3 separate regions of the Ovis aries genome follow, and all the other regions are linked to region 3. Evidence: chromatin contacts called from public Hi-C data. All regions are on one chromosome and are shown on one strand. The core of a region is the stretch at or near the end of the contact, and the rest is flanking DNA. Distances in the headings are between cores, read along the strand shown.

What was found. A called contact is a pair of places that touch in the nucleus more often than the background predicts.
Region 1: a contact with region 3 is called in a Hi-C map of hypothalamus, with 4 times the contacts expected there. The contact joins the promoter of CDKN1B here to the promoter of DUSP16 in region 3. A contact is called at or near these places in 3 of 16 Hi-C or Micro-C datasets (hypothalamus, muscle and tail adipose tissue).
Region 2: a contact with region 3 is called in a Hi-C map of hypothalamus, with 3 times the contacts expected there. The contact joins the promoter of BORCS5 here to the promoter of DUSP16 in region 3. A contact is called at or near these places in 10 of 16 Hi-C or Micro-C datasets (blood, hypothalamus, liver and 4 more).

The regions. Positions count from the first base shown.
Region 1 is chr3:202,781,278-202,784,525 of ARS-UI_Ramb_v3.0, forward strand. CDKN1B (cyclin dependent kinase inhibitor 1B) reads right to left here and starts at 1,773. Exons shown (of 3, transcript XM_004006850.6): 1 at 763-1,773; 2 at 79-208. The coding sequence starts at 1,237. The coding sequence ends at 87. It overlaps LOC105611784 (a long non-coding RNA gene), which reads left to right and starts at 1,941. Exons shown (of 4, transcript XR_006059426.1): 1 at 1,941-2,184; 2 at 2,815-3,248.
Region 2 is chr3:203,108,453-203,111,703 of ARS-UI_Ramb_v3.0, forward strand. It overlaps BORCS5 (BLOC-1 related complex subunit 5), which reads right to left and starts at 1,421. Exons shown (of 4, transcript XM_012175341.4): 1 at 1,366-1,421. The coding sequence starts at 1,366.
Region 3 is chr3:202,912,697-202,916,080 of ARS-UI_Ramb_v3.0, forward strand. It overlaps DUSP16 (dual specificity phosphatase 16), which reads left to right and starts at 1,682. Exons shown (of 8, transcript XM_042247513.2): 1 at 1,682-1,851. It overlaps LOC114113666 (a long non-coding RNA gene), which reads right to left and starts at 1,102. Exons shown (of 2, transcript XR_003588532.3): 1 at 951-1,102.

The DNA.
Region 1 (3,248 bases), core at 523-3,022, 130 kb before region 3:
TATCTTGGGGCTTGAAAGCCCACCAGTTCCTGCAACCCAACTGGGGTGTCACTTATTTGCTCCAAGTCATCAACCCACCGAGTGGTTTACGTCTGACGCCTTCTGAGGCCAGGCTTCTTGGGCGTCTGCTCCACTGAACCGGCGTTGGGGGAACCGTCTGAAACATTTTCTTCTGTTCTGTTGGCTCTTTTGTTTTGAGGAGAGGAATCTAAGGGCAAGAGGGAATTTTTAAAAAGAACACACACAAACAATCTTTATTAGAAAAAAACAATGGCCGACAGAAGTGAGCCCAAGAGTCAAGGGACAAAAAACCCACTACCTCCACCCACAATCTTGGGTCCGTCATTCCCAGTGGCCTTTAAGGGCACAAAATGAAGTTGTTTTCACATAACAGAAAGTGTATTTTCTACGCTTCAAAGCTCTCTCTCCAAAGCGAAGAAGGAGGCAGTTGATAAACATCCCAACATTGTCACATACCTACCGCTGTCTAGCTGGGAGGAGCCGCGATGTTTTCAGTTAGAGAAATGATCAGATAACACAATCTCAAGCTTCTGACTTAAAAGTCATAAACAGACAAGCAGGCAACTAAATAAATAGCATGTACTCATGTACCTCAAAGTAGGAAAGTGCGCTCCCCCCACCTCCGCCCCAAAAGCTAAGTCAGAACGCGCTGAAAAGAAAGCTGCGGTTAAAGACCCTCAAGCAGGGAAAGGAGCGCGGCAGACAGAGACAGACATTTTAGGCATCGGAAAGGGTCATTACCATCTGCGGCAGGTCGCTTCCTTATCCCGGGGCACTGCTCCGCTAACCCGGTCTGGCTGTCCGGGGCATCAGTCTTCTGATCGACCAAATGCGTGTCCTCTGGGTTTGCCTGAGACCCAAGTAAAGGCACCGCCGGGCGGGCCCCGCTGGCATCCTGGCCTTCCTGCGCCGGCACCTTGCAGGCGCCTTTGGGTGGCCGCGGGGGTCTGTAGTAGAACTCGGGCAGGTTGCCCTTTTCTACCTCCTGCCACTCGTACTTGCCCTCCAGGGGCTTGTGATTCTGAAAATCAAAATTCCACTTGCGCTGGCTGGCCTCTTCCATGTCTCTGCAATGCTTCTCCAAGTCCCGGGTTAACTCTTCGTGATTGACCGGGCCAAAGAGGTTTCTGCAAGCCGAGGGCTTGGGGTACTCCGCCTGTCTGGCGTCCATCCGCTCCAGGCTCGGGCTCCCGTTAGACACTCGCACGTTTGACATCTTCCTCCCAGGGGGTGGGGTGGGGGTGGGGGGTCTCGGCGACTGAGGCTCTTGCGCGCGCTCTCTCTCTCTCGCCAAACAAAACCGAACAAAACAAAACGCCCCGACCCAGCCCGAGCCCCTCTTTATAAGCCCTGCGCCGGCCCCTGGAGCCAAGAGAAACAAACGCGAGCCGAGTCAGCGCCCGAGCGTCTAGGCGCGCACGGGGCTGGGGGAGGGGGCGAGGGGCAGCCCCCCGGGGCCAGGCAGCCCCGATCCCGGCCGATCAAGCGGGAGGGCGGGGAGCGGAGGGGAGGGGAGCCGAGCGCCGCCGAGACAGGAGGGGGCAGAGCCGCTCCGAGTCCGGGCCGCCGCGAGCCCGCGGGTCCCGCCGCCCGAGCGCCGTCTCCAAACCTTGCGGGCGTCGCGGAGTCGCGGAGCGGCGAGAGAGTGAGCCCAGAGGAAAGCGGGGAGGAAGGAAAAAAAACACCCCCGAAAAGACGAGCCCCCTTTTTGGAGTTGCCCAATATGGCGGTGGAAGGGAGGCTGACGAAGGAGAAGATGATTGACACCGCGAGTCTATTTAAACAGAGGAGGAGATCATTGGTCGCGGCGCCGGGAGCCGCCCCGCCGAGGCTGGCGAGCTCGGCCTTAAGGTGGCCCCGCCGCGCCTCCCCGCCTCCCGAGCGCGCCGCCGCCGCCGCCGAGCGCGCGGCCGGGACCCGGGGCTGGTCGCGTGACTGCGGGAGGCGCACGGCTTGCCAGCAGACCTGCTCCGGCTGGCCTAGGAGAAATTACAAATAAGACAAACGAGCTCGCCAAACGGCCGGGGAGCCGGGGAGGGGCCTGGGCAGCGGGGCCGGCCGGCGGGTGTTCTGATCCCGGGCGCTGCGCGGACCCGCGCGCCACTGCTCCGGAGCCCCGACCTCCCCGGCTCCTCGCCCGGGAAAGCGGGGGAGAGTTCCAAGGTGCTCGGCCGCCGGTGGTGGTACCCTTGGCTGGCGATCTTGTTTGCGCTGCACTCACCGAGCGGGGGATGGGGGGACGCAGGGTGGGAGCTCGGCCCCCTAGCTGGGCTCCCCCCCGGGGGCCCCCAATCGCTCACATGGCGGGGGAGGCGGGGAGCCCCTCGGCCTGGGTGCCTTAAGCTGGAGGTGAGCAGTGGTTAGTTCAGCCTTAACCTAGAAGTCTGCTATTTCTAGGGGAGGTTAGGGGCTTAGGTGAGAAGCCTAGGAGGACGTCTTTCTGTAAATTACCCTGGAATAGATGCAGTCTTTATTATGTATTCTGAACCCAAGGTTTCTCTCAATAAAAAATAAGAAAGGATTGCAAGATCAAAAAGTCAACTGATCTCCCAAGTCCCTAATAAACTTTGTAGCTGTCTCAGACACATTTAGTTTAAAAAAAAAAAAGCGAGGTTAGATCCCTGGCCCAGGTTCTTGCCTCCCAAGTACAGTTCACTGACGTGGGCTGCGTGTGGGAACTCGTCTCCTCTTTGTATTTTTCAATTCTTTGCCGGGTTGTAGCAGTTTCCTCTACCTGAGTCCAGCCGCCAAACACAACAGCTTCTTCCTTCCTCCACCCTTCTCTCCCACCAGACTCAACTTCTTGGAACCCACCCAGAACACCATTCAGATGCAAGTGACTGACGCTTTTAAAGGGCGGCGGATCTTCTAAGAGTGAAAGGAATCGGAAAGTCCGGATTGCGAAGTGATTTCTAAAGCAACCACAACCGTGTCCTCACGTCTGAGATTGTTCGGTTGGTCAGAAAGTTCGTTCGGAGTTTTCCAGGCGATCCTACGGAAAAGCCCAAACGAGCTTTTTGGTCAACCCAGTATTTCGGCATTTCTCTGCTCCCCTTTGCAACTTGACATTTACCTAACTGTGCTCCTGAGCAAGGTGATGGAAGTTAAAACAGGATGGACAGGCTGTTATATCTGAAACAAAGGGTCTTTAACTGCCCTCCCTATCCTTCTTTTGTTCTGGATCAAAGTTACACATTTTACTGGAAAGTAATCTCCGGTTCTAACAG
Region 2 (3,251 bases), core at 171-2,670, 200 kb after region 3:
TCTGGATCTTCCAAAGAAATAAAAATGTAGCCATAGATACTGTTCACAGTTAAAAGCTATCTCAATCTAGCCCCCAGAATGGTCTGAACTAGCCTTGAAGGTCACATTTCAGTGACCTTCTCTTAACTTCTACATTTCTGAATTACACGTCCTACCAAGGTCAGAGCAGTCCTATTTATGACCAGAACCCTTTTTAGGCCCCAGTTATAAGCCAGTTTGGATTAACCACTCCAGAGCTTATTATCCAGGGCAGCCCCAGTGGTCCCAGGGTTTAGTGTGTAGCAAATAAAAAAATAAAGGCAAAAACGATCCTCAATTAAGCATCAGCTGTTTGAGCGCTCACTACAGGAACAAAAATCGTCCCATTTCTACATTAAACTCGAAGAGAAATCTAAAAAATACGGATGCGGAAAGAGTAGGGCAAAACATCAGAACTTGCCTTCATGGCCAACTTCTATATGAGAAAGGGAGCCGAGACACCTTCCGATGGGAAGATGCAGTTTCTGGACATGTTCGCAGGCAAGGGTTCAAAGCGATTGTACACTTGTCACACGCCTCTTCTCAAAAGGAATTTCTAGGACCCACTTTTAAGGACGAATCTGTTCTTTGAGGTTCTATGACCCATCCACTGTGCGACCCCAATCTCACCCTGCCAGGCATGAATACTAAAGCCAAATATTAATTAGATCGTCTTTCAAGGAGTAAGCTGCAGCTGAGACGAATAGCTGTTCTGAAAATCAAAAATGGGCTTGGGCGCCCACGCTGGTTTAGCTTGCAATCACAGCACTGGTTTCCATCGGGGGAATTAAGGCTAGGACAGATGATGGCTTTTTTTTTTTTTTTTTTTTGCTCTTTTAAGAAAAAAGCACGGCGAGGGCTTTCTGTGCGTTCCTGTCCGCCAGCCCCAGTCCCCAGCAGGGAAGGCAGCCCGCCCGGCATGCAGGCAGGGCTGGCTGGAGAAGGGTGAAAGTAGTTAGGACACCGACCTGAGGAGTTCAGATCGTTGGGTCGGCTCTCGGCCTCGGAGCTCTGCTCACTGCCCATGATGCCGGCAGCGGTGGCAGCAGAGGAACGACGGAACGGGCGGCGACCGCTCAGGCGGAGGGGCGACAGAGCAGGGAACGGGGGACCGAGATGCAGAGGCTACACCGGCTGCGATGTGGGGATTGCGCGCCCAGCCCACGCGGGGGCGCGGACGGTGGGGGACGAAGAGGCCCTATTTGGGGAAAGGCTTGCAGGGAAGCACCGCGGGGATGCACGCCGCTCGCCCGCCCGCCTTCTTTGGGGAAACCAAACGCAAGGAGGCGGGTGAACGCCGGGAACCAGCCACGCCTGCGACCCGCGGGCGGCGCCGCAATCACTCACTCGCTCCAGGGCCCGCAGGTTCGTTCCTTCCGCGACGCGGATTGGCAGCGACGGCTGCGCTCGGCGGTCAGTTCCGGGTTAGAGTGCCCCGCCCCCTGCCCGAGGGAGGGCAGGGAGACTCAAGCTACCCAGTACAGCGGGCGCAGCCTTAAAGGGCCAGATCGCCTCAAGTGCAGAGCCGCTCGTAAGATTGAGTTGGTTGCTATGGTAGTGATGCGAGTCACCTTTAAGCATCATCTATACGCTAGGCAAGTTACCTCTATAGTTGGAAATTTACTAATAGGTTTTTGAGGGAGTTGTTTTTACCTCAGTTTGCGGTTTTTTTTTTTTTAACGTATTGCTCTTTTTCATTTTTTAAAATGACATTTGTTTATATTTATGTTTGGTTGTGCTGGAGGGCTTTCTCTAGCTGTGTGGTACAGCGGCTACTCTTTACTAAGGGGCCTGCTGGGCTTCTTATTGAGGTGACTTCTCTTGTTGCACAGCTTGGGCTCTAGATCACTGGTTCAGTAGTTGTGGTGTTGTCCTACATGTAGGATCTTCCCAGACCAGGGATTGAACCCCTGTCCCCTTGCATTGATTGGCAGATTCTTTACCACTAAGCCACTGTGCTATGCTTAGTCACTCAGCCCTGACCGACTGTTTGCGACCCCATGGACTGTAACACACCAGGCTCCTCTGTCCATGGGGATTCTCCAGGCAAGAATACTGGAATGGGTTGCCATGCCTTCCTCCAGGGCATCTTCCCAACCCATTGATCTAGCCTAGGTTTCCTGCATTGCAGGCAGATTCTTTACCATCACAGCCACTAGGGAAGCCCTTTTGATATTTTTAAAAATTGAAATGTAATTGACATACAACATTATATTAGTTTCAGATGTATGACTCGATATTTGCATATGTATGCTGCAAAATTTTAAATCCTCTTTTACAGATGGAAAAAGAGAGGTGCTGGATAGACTTAGGTTTGGAATCCACATCAAAGCACAAAGTTCCTATTTTAGTTCCCAAAGCTGGGAGTTTGGCAGTGGCAACCATACAAAAAAAAAGAGAAACACTAGATGGTGAAGGAAGGAGCTGGAAATGAGAGACGAATGAATAGAAAATGCTGATTCTTGTGTTAGGGTGTTTGTGCATCTTCAAAAGAAAGTGGATGCCCCAGGTCTACTTTCTGGGAACCTTGACGTTTACCCACAGGCATTCTGAAAGTAGAAAAGGCAAGAAGGAAGTAGAGATAGTGTGTAACAGAGACTGTCAACTTTGGCAGGTCAAGGATGTCAAGGTAGCAATGCTTTCCCATTCAGGAGTTGGGTGGCTATGGCATTTTCAGAACTTTACAGATAGTATTGTTTGTTTCGTGAAATTTTAGCTAATGCCCTGAGTTTTCAAATCAACTATGATTTCATTATACATATATTTACAAATTGAGTCAAAATCTAATTTTTTTAATTTTTTAAAACTTTTTATTTTATATTGGTGTATAAGCCAATTGGGCTTCCCAGGTGGCACAAGTGGTAAAGAACCCGCCTGCCAGTGCAGAAGACATAAAAGCTGCGGGTTTATCCCTGGGTTGGGAAGATCCCTGAAGGTGGTCATGCCAACCCACTCCAGTATTCTTGCCTGGAGAATCCCATGGACAGAGATGCCTGGTGGGCTATAGTTCATAGGGCTGCAAAGAGTCAGACACAAGTGAAGTGACTTGGGTGATTAACAATGTTTTAATAGTTTCAGATGGACAGCAAAAGTACTCAGCCGTATATATACACGTATCCATTCTCCCCTGCAAACTCCCTTCTCCTCCAGACTGTCACATAACATTGAGCAGAGCTCCCTGTGCTGTACAGTAGGTCCTTTTTAGTTACCCATTGTGAATATAGCAGTGTGTG
Region 3 (3,384 bases), core at 432-2,931:
CCCCCATTCCAACATGCTTCTCAGTTATTTTGGCAATCCAAAAAAAAAAAAAAAACAAAACAAAAAAAAAAACCAACCAAAAACAAACCCACAGAAAACAAGACGACAAAAAGCCTCAGGCAATGTCCAAACGGACATTTCCCAACAAAGATGTCTTCGGGGAACCAACGTCCCAAATCTAGTTCATTGCAAATGGAATATTTTATTCTTACACACAAATTCTGGCTCATGAAGCAGTCCACTCGGAGTGTGCTTTTCCGTCATTAATCACATCTCTGTTATGTGATATCCACGTGAGTACTTCTCAGTAGAAGCAGCTTCATGCTCAGATGCTCAAAGAACACTAGAATAAAGCTCCGATTGTCCTACTCAGTGATTCCAAATCCTCGTGTGTCACCAGCTCAGGTCTCTATTTCCCAAAGTGTGTAATGCCGTTTCAAAACAAAGCTATTTCAATCCCAATTTTAAAAGGCACGAAGTGTGTAAAGTAAAATCAACGGGGGTCTTGCACCTCCCAAAAGGTGAACCTCTGGTCTGACTTACAGACGATTCTGTGCTGCCCAAGCACAGGGCACACAGTGCTTGAAAAGGACACACTTTTCAAGAGCGTGTTAGGCTACTCGTGCTCGTTACATTTACAAATGTAAATAAAAATAAGTAAAGAGAAGCACAGTAAAATCATAAATGTTAGGAGCATTCTGGTGGGGGCTTTCTATGACAAACAGAGGGAGAGCTGACGCCTGACCACCTGAGCGTGATTTTTCTTAAATTACCTGTAACTTATCTCTCCTAGAGCCCGCAGTGTCCTGCATTTTGGACTCGTCACTTTTAAAAGATTGTAATTCTCTCAAATCATTGTTTGCTTTTCTTCACCCTGGGGAGGCAGCTGGAAACAGCCCAAAGAGGAGGAAAAGGCTCTGCGCCTCGCTGGGGCGGGAACCCTGAAATACCTGTTGGGGCGCAGCCCTACGCGGCCGAGACCCGGCTCGAGGGTCGGGGATCGGGGGCCCCGGGGGCAGCCGGCGCAAGGGCGCGGAAGGAGGAGGCCGCGGGGCCGCCTCCCCCGGCCACCCGGCTCCTCCCAGCGGCGCCCGCGGAACCTGCCCCGGAGTCGCCGGGCCCCGGAACGGAACGTGACCCGACCCCTCCCCGAGCGGCCGCGACCAGGCGCCGAGCCGCGCTCCGGGTTCGGGCGGGCGCACGGCCCCGCCCGTCGCCCACCGCCCTGCCCTCGCCTGTCTCCTCCTTTCCCCGGGGCTCCGCTGAGTTCATTCACTGGGATTGGTTTCAAGTGACGCCATCTCTTTATTTTTAAACCAATGACCTCATCCGCGCTTGAAGTTTCCTGACCAGCGACTCTTTCTCTTTCCCCCCAACCCCCCACCCCACCCCCCCCCCCGCCTTTCCCCCTCTTTCTGGGTATCTCTGTTTGGGGCGGGGGGGCTCTGATCAGTTTTCCAAACAACTATCATCACCTCTCCCGACCCCCTCCGCGTCCCCCCACCTCCCCAGGTTCCTCGCCCCTTTCAACAGTGTTTTTTCAAGGCTGATCGGGGGGTTAGTTGGGGGGGGGAGAGAAAGAGTGAAGAAAAGTTGCAAACGTCTCCTCGCTTCCTAAGCCTCCCGCCCCCACCCGCCCCTCCGAGCAGGAGAAGATAATATAGTGAAAAGAAGAGGAGGCGGAGGAGAGCGCGACGGGACGGACGCGGGCGGGAGCGCAGCAAGCCCTCCCGGCTCCGCCGCGGCGCCTCGCGGGTCCGGGAGGCGAGGGGGCCCCGCGGGGAGACGCCGTGACAACTTTCGTTTCCCCCCCGCCCCCCCGAGGGAGCCGCGAGGTCTGCGGCCCCGAAAGTAAGTGGGCGCGCGGACGGCGGGGCGGGTGGGCGCGGGGCCGGGCTCCCGCCGCGCCGGCAGCATGGACGCCGGTCCCCGCGTCCCGCCGGCGCTGCCCTCCGGGCGGCCGGGCCCGGGGTCGAGGGCGGGGTGGGGGCGATCGCGGCCCCGAGGGGCGAGCGCGTGGGAAGCGGAGGCGCGAGGGGTGTGTGTGTTGGGGGGGGGGCCGGCCCGGCCCGCGCGGGGTCGGGGCGGCGGCGGCGGGTGCGCGGGCTCGGGCCGAGCGGGCCGGGCGGCCGGCTGCCGCCGCCAGGAGCCGCCGCCGGACGCGGTCCCTTCGCGGGCCAAGCTGCTCACTTCCAGGCGCGACTGTTACACAACTCGCCTGCCAAGAGGGGCCCCGGCCTGACTGTCCCCATTATCCCCAGCTCGCCTTCCATGTGAGCGGCTGGGCCACCTGAGTGGTGACCGGGCTGCGCTTTTCAACCCACTCGCTTTTCCTCCGGGGACCCCCCCTCCCCCCGAGGCCGGGTATTGGGGGACCCGGTGCGCCAGGGACTTTTTCTTTATTTACACCAACCGTAAAACGTGAGAAAGGAAGAAGCCCCGGGAGATGAGCGAAGGTCTGTGTATATCATGTGCAGTTTCATGGAATGAAACACAGGGGAGGAAAATATTTATGCAAAACGGAAGTTTTCAGGTGCAGCTGCGTTTATTTCCTTGAAATTACAACAGCAACTACACGGTTATTGTGTTTTCTCACTTGAGAAAACTACAAATAGATATGTAAATGAATGGATCCTGCAAAATCCTAAGGAAATGTATCAAACCTCAACTTCAACCGTCCTAAATAATAATCCTAGGAGTCTCAACTCGTTTGGAGAAAGCACACCTCCAATCAGACCGTGATGAATAAAGTGGAGAGAGGAAAAACCTGTTACATAATCTCATTTGCCGTGGGGTTGCAGTACCGGCCCCTGAAATCAAGGGGAAGTGAGTTAAGATGCAGGGTTTTTAAACCTCTCTGAAGGTTTTATTTACCCACTCTCCCGGCTGCCTCTTGTGCTTTAAAAGATTATAAGTAAATACTCTGCTCTTACAAGGGAACCAAACCTATCAAACCTGTTTAGAAAATGACCAGGTATGTTTCTTTCCTTTTTCCTGTGTGTGTGTGTGAAATTTACCATCCATGAAAGACCTTATGACTAGTATTTGGGGAACCTAGACTGTCAGAAAATGCGTCTTTAAGCCACTCATCTTTTGAGCGCACATAGGTGACAACTGTTTTCCTCAGAGGATTTGTACTATTCTGAACTCCATCAAGAAAAGAGATTTTTGAAGTTAAGGTAAATTTTTAAAAGAAGGAAAGAATTCTTACCTGTTGAATCAGTCATTTGTGAATTATTTATTTTTCCTTGAGAAATGATGTGTATGGGTGGACAAACAGCTTGGGAGGCCGTAGTTAATTGAGACTTGTGCTGCAGCCTGGAGAAGGTACATTGAAAAACTAAGAATTTGGGGCTTTGTCGGGGTATATTAGTCAAAGTGTGA